3 separate regions of the Canis lupus genome follow, and regions 2 and 3 are each linked to region 1. The links are chromatin contacts, called in public Hi-C maps. All regions are on one chromosome and are shown on one strand. Each heading gives the region's core, a stretch centred on a gene start, on an enhancer-like site or on the middle of the called end of the contact. The rest is flanking DNA. Distances are from core to core; before and after follow the strand shown.

Evidence for each region. A called contact is a pair of places that touch in the nucleus more often than the background predicts.
Region 2: a Hi-C map of blood shows a contact between it and region 1, with 2.6 times the contacts expected there. The contact joins the promoter of CLNS1A here to the promoter of AAMDC in region 1. A contact is called at or near these places in 2 of 9 Hi-C or Micro-C datasets (amygdala and blood).
Region 3: a contact with region 1 is called in a Hi-C map of blood, with 6 times the contacts expected there. The contact joins the promoter of INTS4 here to the promoter of AAMDC in region 1. A contact is called at or near these places in 5 of 9 Hi-C or Micro-C datasets (amygdala, blood, liver and 1 more).

The regions. Positions count from the first base shown.
Region 1 is chr21:21,081,968-21,084,851 of UU_Cfam_GSD_1.0, reverse strand. AAMDC (mth938 domain-containing protein) reads left to right here and starts at 1,401. Exons shown (of 4, transcript XM_038568512.1): 1 at 1,401-1,539. The coding sequence starts at 1,456. RSF1 (remodeling and spacing factor 1) reads right to left here and starts at 1,673. Exons shown (of 16, transcript XM_038568507.1): 1 at 1,256-1,673. The coding sequence starts at 1,442.
Region 2 is chr21:21,250,228-21,253,111 of UU_Cfam_GSD_1.0, reverse strand. It overlaps CLNS1A (chloride nucleotide-sensitive channel 1A), which reads right to left and starts at 1,469. Exons shown (of 7, transcript NM_001003288.1): 1 at 1,274-1,469. The coding sequence starts at 1,398.
Region 3 is chr21:20,928,173-20,931,056 of UU_Cfam_GSD_1.0, reverse strand. INTS4 (integrator complex subunit 4) reads right to left here and starts at 1,431. Exons shown (of 23, transcript XM_038568511.1): 1 at 1,318-1,431. The coding sequence starts at 1,371.

The DNA.
Region 1 (2,884 bases), core at 152-2,651:
CCCCCAGAAAAACAAAAGGCCTTCTTAAGAGAAGAAATATGCCAGGAAAGAAGAGGCATGGATGAGGAATAAATAAGGGGTGAAATGTACGCGATCAGTGTAAGGGGAGGCAGCAGGCACAGCGCTGAGATGCTCCGGGAAAGAACCAGCAGCAGCAGCAGCAGCAGAAGCAGCAGCAGCAGCAGCAGCAGGAAGTTTCAATGGGGCCGGGCAGAGCATGCGCCCTGCACCCGCGCGGTGGCCTTATGTGGAAGGAGCACCACTTGCGAACACCAATAATAGACCAGCAGCACCAGAGAGAGAAACATGAGCAACAAGCACCTTCTTCAACTGTTTCCCCCTCCGTCTGAGCCCCTCCTCCAGCCTACATACTAACCACCCCACCCCACCCTGCAAATGGGAGGACGACTTCTTCCCCTAAGCCTCGCTGCCACGATGAAGGGGGAAGGGATTAGAAAAGTGGGGAGATGCTTTTCTATTATTTGGGGGGAGGTGGGGAGAAGAAGGAGGAAAACTATGGGGGAGGAAAAATTAACCCTGTAGCCTCCAAAGTGGAGAAGCTGAACCGACTTCGACCCCCAAAGCAAGAATGGAGGAGGACCCCCCCACCCGCTCCCATGAGGGAGGAGCAAACCTCCCTACTCCGAGGAAGGAGTTTTGGGGGTTAAACCGGCCCTCGAGGGGAAGGGAAGAGAGACGCGAGCGACTCTCTCGGGGGAGTTCCCACTAGAGGGAGGGAGGGCTGAAGTGTCCGCTGGCCCCCGCCCACCCAGGTGGAGGGAGAGAAAGGGGCGCCCCGAGAAGATGAGCCCAGCCTCCCCCGAGATGGTGGGGAGGATGGTGGGAGGAGGGGAAGAAGCAAGGGAGGGGAGGAGGAGAAAAGCGCAAAGCTGGCCGGAACCTGCGCTCCCCTTCCCCCGCCACCCAGGGGGAGAAGGGGTGGAGGACCGGCCCCTGCGGCCGGGAAACAGTCCCAGGGGCGGCCGGCCAGCACAATGACCGCTCCACGCCCCCAGCCCACACCTAAGCCGCGACGCCCCCACCTCCGCTCGGCGCCGGGCCCAGTGGCCCTAGGGGGTCTCGGCCCCGCCTCCCCGCTGCCCAAGACCCTGGGGGCTGGGCGGAGAGGCCGGGCCGGCCGGAGCTGCGCCCCGGGGGAAGGACGGAGCCGCGGAGGCCCGGGATGTCCGTGAAGAGCAGGGCGAAGGAGCGTGCCAGGGCCGCTTCCCGCCGGGCGTTCGGGCCCCTCGCTTACCTTCTCCACTGCCGACGTCCGGCGGCGGCGCCTGCAGCACCCGCTCCAGCTCGGGAAACGGCAACTCGGGCAGGTCGAGCAGCGGCCCGTAGCGCTCCAAGAAGGAGCAGACTACGGCGAAGTTGGGGCACGAACCCGGGCAGCCCGGAGGAGCCATCGCGGCCGCCGCTGCTGCCGCCGCCGCCATTTTGAACTGGAGGATGGAGGAGGAGGCGATGGGGGCGGTGGAGGGAGTTGGGTTCCGAGGAATGGCAGAGCAGCCTTGCGGACAACAGGAGGCGCTGGTGAGTGAGCTCCCCCGTGGATCCGAGCGTCTCCGGCACGGCGCCGCGATCCCACAATACAACGGCTGCTCGGAGCAGTCGAGAACCGAGTCAGACTGGGGAAAGAGAGGCCCTCCGTGCCTTTCACTTTCCGCCCTCTTTCCGCCCCCCTTTCCCTCCCTCCACTTCGCCCCTCCCACCTTGGGTTTGCCACTGCCTCGTGTGACAGGGGGAATGAAAACAAGGGAAGCGGGGCCGGGAGGAGGACTGGAAGCTGAGGAGGCGGGACTTCTTGGGAACAGTGGCCAATAGGCGGGGGGGGGCGGGGCTTCGGGCGACGACTCGCTGAAAGGCGCTTTCGGGGCGGGGCGAGCGGGGGGAGCGCTCCGCGGAGACGGCCCGAACCGCCAGAGGTGAGAGGTAAAGCGCGGAGCCGTTTGGGATCGCAACTCTCCTGAAGAGAGGCCTTTGGGTGAGTTTTGGGGGGAGTTGAGGGGGGGAACCTCCGGGATCTGAAACCGGGCCACAAGCTCGTGGGGGAAGTTGAGGAGCGTGAATAAGAAGCAGAACAAGGAGAGAAAAGAAAAAAAAAAGAACAAACCCTACCACGATTCTGAGAGAAGTTTGGAAACGGGAAAGGTAGAGAGGTGCCTTTAATTGGGGGTTGGGAGAGGACCTTTGTGAGGAGAAGTGCCTGCGGAGCATTTGCTGAGGGCTACTGCTGTCTCCTGGGGTACAAGAGCCACAACTGTGCTGGAAAAGAGGGTCTGAGGGCTCGCGGGACAGGAGGCCGAGGAGACGGCTCTGCGAGGATCACCTGTCTGAGGAGTTGGGGCCCTGGTAGGAGGTCACGGTCTGAAGGGGCCAGCTCCTTAGGCAGACCTAGTTATGAGGGGGCAGGGCCCTGCTGTGGTTGCCAGGGGGTGACGGGAAGAGACTCAGGGGAACGAGGATCTGAGGGGACGAGACTTTATAGGGGACCAGGGTCAGAGGGTGGGCTAGGACTCCACTAAGAGGATACGCGACTTGGTGCAAGAGCAAAAAAAATGTTGGAAGACAGGGTCGGCTTCGTTGGGGGCAGCAGTGAGCGTTCTCCCACCAAGAGTCTCAGAAAACCATCAATCATGCAAAGTAGAATGTGCAACTTGGGATGCAAGGTGCGTTATGGTTAGGAGCCTGAGCGTTAGAAGTCGGCCAGACTTGGGTCCTAACAACTGCTTCAGGTCATTGCAGAAGATTCTTCACTTCTTTGAACCTCTGGGAAGCGTGAGTGATAACGGTGCTTATAGGGTTGTAACTAGCTATTCACAATAAACTGATCAGCACAATGCCCAGGCACATTCATTGTAACTATTTTTTAAATGTT
Region 2 (2,884 bases), core at 220-2,719, 170 kb before region 1:
TTTCCTATGTCAGTAATTGGTTAAAAGCCTAAGCTTTGCTCAATATTTAGATTTCCCTCAAAGGGTTCTTGGGGCACCTGGGTGGCTCAGTTGGTTAAGCATCTATTTTCGGCTCAGGTCATGATCCCAAGGTCCTAGGATAAGCATGGAGTTGAGCTCCACAGTGTGGACCTTCCTGCTCAGCAAGGAGCTTGCTTTCTCTCTCCAATATATAAGTAAAAATTAAAAAAAAATTTTTTTTAAATCAAGGGGTTTTTACTTTTTTGTGTGTGCTCTCTCTGGTAGGCAAAAATTTGCCTCCCCCATGACCTTCAACACCGTGTCAAGCCGGAGTTGTTACATGGCAAGAGAAAACCTGTATATATAATTAAGGTTCCTAATCAGCTAACCGTAGAATGGGGAGATTATCCTGGATATTTCTGTGTGGGTCCAGTGAAATCACATGAGCTCCTAAAAGAAGAGAAACTTCTCTGGCTGCAGACAAAAGTGATGCAGCAGCAGGAGTCAAGGCAAATTTCAAGGACAGGAAGGATTCAATGTGTCATTGTTGGCTTGATGATGACTGGAACCACATAATTAAGGAAACGGGGACCTCAGTCCTACAACTTCGATATTTGAGATACATCTGTCTTACTGTAAAAAAAAAAAAAAAAAAAGGGTACAGTGTTCCAGGTGGCCAAATAAAAGGGCAATTCCTTCTAGGACTGGAAATGGGAGTCGGAAATGGGAAATGAGACACGGGAGTCTGGTCCCTCTGGATCTGACCTCAGCTTGCGTGGGGTTGAGGATGATGTTCCTCTCCCCATCCACACCTACAGAAGAAAAGCTGTATTTCTTAACCAAACTTTTAAAATCCTGCACAATCCGTTCTAGACTTACACATCTTGCCGAGAGCAACACCTCCCGCACCTTTTCCCAGAAGAGACAGGCACATCGATGATTCTCACTCAGGGGCCGGAGGCTCAAAACCTTAAAACGAAGCCCTGAGTAAAGAGCGACGCACGCGCCAGACCTCGGGACGACAGGCAGGTAAAAAGCCTCTAACTCGTCGAGAGAGGACTCCGTGCGAAGAAGAAGAGGAAGGCTCGGGAGGGCGGGACACCCGGACAACCGAGCCTTCGCCCCGCCGCGCAGGCCTCGGCGAGGCGCCCCGGAGCCCGCGCGCCCCGCCCCGCGGCAGCCCCGGAGGTCGCGGTCTCGCCCTCGCCCGCGCCTCGTCCTCAGCCTCGGCGGCGCGCGGGGAGCCGGCGCCCAGCGCAGCGACCCTGCCTACCTCTCCGCGATGTAGAGCGTGCCGGTGCCGAGGCCCTTGCCGTTCAGCACGGCCTCGGTCTCGGGCTGCTGCTGCCGAAGCCCCTCGGCCGAGCCGGGCGGCGGGAAACTTTTGAGGAAGCTCATTGCAGCAGGGAGCGCGGAGACACAGGCCGGGAGCGAGCTGCCGCGCGGCGACCCCAGCCGCTCGCCTCGCCCCGCCCCGGAAGCGGCGCCCGGCACCTCGGAAGAGCAACGAGGCCCGCCCCGGAATCGGAGCCCGCTTCCGCCACAGAGACGAGGCGCCCGCGGCCGAGCTCTCGGAGGCCTGAGGGGGCCCCGCCCCGTCGCCGTGTGGGAGGCTCGCGGCTGCGGAGAGCTGTGCTTTCCCTCGACGTCCTGCTGCCGGCCGGGTCGCGGCGAACCTGTGAGAGGGGAGGAAGCGCAGGGAATAATACAGCCCTTTTTCTACAGAAGAGGAAACAGGCTTGAGCCTTGGGCAGGAATCAGAGACTGCGCTCGTCTAGATGGAGGTCGGAGGTCTCCTCACGGGTTCGCGGCTCTTCTCAACCCGCGCGGGGCCTCGGCCTGGTGGGGGCCCCGTCTCAGCCTAACCGCGTTGCCCCCGACCTAGTCTAGGGCCCGAGGCTGCCCCGGGGCGGGCTCCGCGCGGGCCCGTGTCTCAGGAGGTAACGAAGTCCGCGTGGAGAGCTGGCCGTGCCCGGGGAGGACACGGGGCGCTGCAGGGAAAGGAGGTAGCCCATCAGATTTGGAGCCCTCGCTTGCTTTGCTGGACACCGGAGAGCGTAAGAGCAACGAAATCTTTAGTCAGGAAATAATCGGTGAAGGTAACTGGGCGTTGTGAGCCAGATACTGCCCCGGGCCCTTTACCAGTATTCTTTCATTTTCTTTTTTAAAGATTTATTTATTCATGAGGGTCGCAGAGAGAGAGGCAGAGACACAGGCAGAGGGAGAAGCAGGCTCCCTGCGGGGAGCCCCATGCGGGACTCGATCCCGGGATCCCGGGATCATGACCTGAGCGGAAGGCAGACAGACGCTCAACCGCTGAGCCACCCAGGTGCCCCCAGTATTACTTCTTCATTTCCTCTTTACGCCAGTTATATGAGGAAAGTTATTACCGATCCAGGTTTACAGATGCGAAGCCGGAGGCGTCACACTGAAGTGCGAGAGTTCAGCCAGGAGAGCGGAATTCCGGCCCCTCCGGCTCTAGGCCAGGTTTCCTTGCCTGTGAAGTCAGGATGATCTTACCTATAGGCTGTAGCACCGTTGAGGCATGCGGAGTAGCTGTTTTCCTAGCTGCTGAATAGAGGAGTGTTCGATTTTTTTTTTTTTTTTTTTTTTTTAATGCTGGGATTTGCTTGTTGATAGCTACACTGGAGCAGGGAGAGTTATTAGGAAGTTGTTGCCACGGTATAGGTGAGAGAGTGGCAGTGAGAATGGAAGTGGGAGAGTCTAGATAAAATCCTCAGGATCTGGAGAGAGACTGAAGGAAAGAAGGTGGTTGAAAATGCAGATGAGGGTGGATGAAGGAGAGAAATCAAGGATGACTCCCAGGCTCAGTGATCAAGTGGATGCCGGCTCATTTCTCCAAGATGGAGAATTCCAGAGGAAG
Region 3 (2,884 bases), core at 182-2,681, 150 kb after region 1:
TGGGGCTCCCTGCATGGAACCTGCTTCTCCCTCTGCCTGGGACTCTGCCTCTCTCTCTCTCTCTCTCTCTCTCTCTGTCTCTCATGAATAAATAAATAAGATCTAAAAAAAAGAAAAAATAAGCAAAAAAATAATAAATAAGCAGACTAACTTCCCTACAGTCAGTGGGAATATGTACAAAAATGTGTCCACAAAACAGAAATGATAAGTGAAAAGAGACAGAAAAACTTGATCTGTCAATACACTCATCTCTGTATTACAATCACATATACGCTTTTCTGTCTCTCCCATTAGTCTGCAAGCTCCTAAAGGACAGGGACCTTAATGTGTACCGGACTTTGTAGCAACACCTTTAGCTATACCTGATACACAGTAACCACTCACTCAACACTCTCGTTAAAGGAATGAATGAAATGTTTAAGGAATTTCCTGCTGGATGGTCTAACTCCTGCTACACTAGAAGTCTAAGGATTTAGGGGCCAGTCTATGGATCTAAGTAAGAATGCTTTTGATCTACTACTAGCATCAATTGGGGGCTCGTCAGAAATGCAGATTATTGCCTACCTTCCCCCATCTCACTGAGTGGGGTAATCTACATTTTAACAAGATCACCAGACGATTTGCATAAAAAAGTCCGAGAAGCAGGACACACGAGATAACCTGGAATCAACCTCTACTTTAGCAACATCTATGAGGCGACACATGGACAGTCACAGGTGTCAGGAGATCGAATCACCTGTCCTTAACTCCAACGGAGGAAAGTACAGCCCTGCTTCCTAAGTAAGCTGTTCCACAAATGGAAACCTCTGCCCCGAAGCAGCCTGTGACAGCCCCCCCCCACCCCCGCTTTGGCTGGGTCTTGAGGAAGTCTAGACTCCTCTTCCAACCCCTTAGGGTTCTACATAACCAACTTGTCCCTAGGCGCCTTTTTTTTTGCAACAGGAGTTGGGAAGGGCTCCACCAGAAATGGGCTCTGGATCCTCGCATCCCTCCAGAAGCTTTTGAGCCACCATCTGTAGAACGAAGGTGCTAATGTAACCCGAGTAAGCCGAAATAACGGAGAGGACATCCTCGTAAATTGCACAGTGCTATCTGTTCTCTCTAATCGTTTTATTTTTTTAAGTGTCGGACCGCACAGACTAATAATGGCAACAGCAGCTGCAAACGAACACGCCCCCTTAAGTGTACTTTCGGAAAGCCCATCAAAGTAGTCCGCACTCAACCCAGCTTTCGCGGTCTGTTCTGGCGGAGTGTCTGGGGCGTGGATAACCTTCCCCGCCCCAGACCGGCCCAGAGCCCTTCCCTTCCGTAATTTACCTGGACCACCTTAGTGAATTCCTCGTACACTCGTTTCTTTAGGTGAGCCGCCATGGCTGCCCGCGGGCCCTCTCAGCTTCCGTACTCCACGAGGGAGGCGGGGGGGGGGCGGGGGGGCGGGTAGCGGAACCCGGAAAACCCGCCTCGGCCGGAGGAACTCGCCGCAATCCCACAAGGCAGTGGGGCTCCGAGAAAGAGAGGCCTCTTCCTGCTGCTCCACCGCCCTAGTCCGCGGTGCGGCCGAATTTGTGCGCCTACGCCTCGTGCGCCGGCGGAACGAAAAGGAGGGCGCAGAGCGAGGAGGCGGGGCCTCTGGAGGGAGGAGAGACTGAAAGCGTACACGAGCCAATGGGAGCCTCCGGAGGCTCGCCGCTGCTCTCGGAGGGGGCGGGAGCGGAAGGGCGGGAGGAAGTACAGGGCAAAGGGCAGAGGCGGGACGGTCCGGGGCTGGAGGCAAAACCTGGGGCGGCGGGAGGCGTTTCCCTGGAGAGATCGGGGAGCGCGGCTGCGGCGTCCCCGGGTGCTGCTTGTAGCCTTTTTCAGCTTTCTTTTCTTTTCCCTTCCCTTTCAGTTGCTTGAAATCTACCTACCTGTGTGGAATCAACCCTTCCTCAGATAGGTAGGAAAGAGGGAAAAGAATCCTGAGGTCAAGGGTCAAGCATCAAAGTTGGAGACCAAGATTAGCGCTTAATGAACGGACTCTGGGGGCACCTGGGTGGCTCAGCGGATGGGCGCCTGCCTTCGGCCCAGGGCGTGATCCTGGGCACCCGGGATCGAGTCCCACATCCGGCTCTCCACAGGGAGCCTGCTTCTCCCTCTACCTGTGTTGTGTCTCTGTCTCTGCTCCTTTCTGTGTCTCTAATGAATAAATAAATAAAATCTAAAAAAAAAAAAAAAAGGAACTAAGAATCTCACCTACAAATGTGCTCACACCCAACCGGACCAAGATGCAGTGACAGTGTAGTGAAACAATGCAGAAGCATTTGGCAGACTAAAGTGTTTCCCGTGTTAGTGAAACCTGAGGTTGAGTTTCACCTCCGTCATTAAGCTTTAGCCCTTCATTGTTCACTTCTTGCAAAAGCATGATGCTGTGGTAGGTACAGAAGACCCCAAAACACATAATTTGCTTTAGTCTCAAGGTCCTACAGTATAACTGGGCAGAGACACCCAAACGGAACCAAGAGGTCAAGTATCCTAAGACAACAGGAATGTGATCAAACAGACCTATGAGCTTCCTCCGGATGGGGCAGGGGTAGAATAACGATCCCAAAATATGCCATTTGGTATGTGGATCATTTCTAGCTGAAGATAATCAAGGCGTAATAGATTCAGGAAGAGCTGTTTACCTTCCCCTTAACTTCCTAAAAGAATTTAGAGGACCTGTACCAGGAGAACACTAGCACCAAAGGTAATGTATTCTCAGATTTAATCTGCATAGTACAGCAAACATTTGTTCACCAAACATTTGCTCTTCTCATCTTTCTATGAATTGTCTTTCTCAGCTTTGGGAAGCCGCAGGCCTCTTCTTTTCCCAAGCTCAGGATGACATAAACCTCAACTGCCTGTC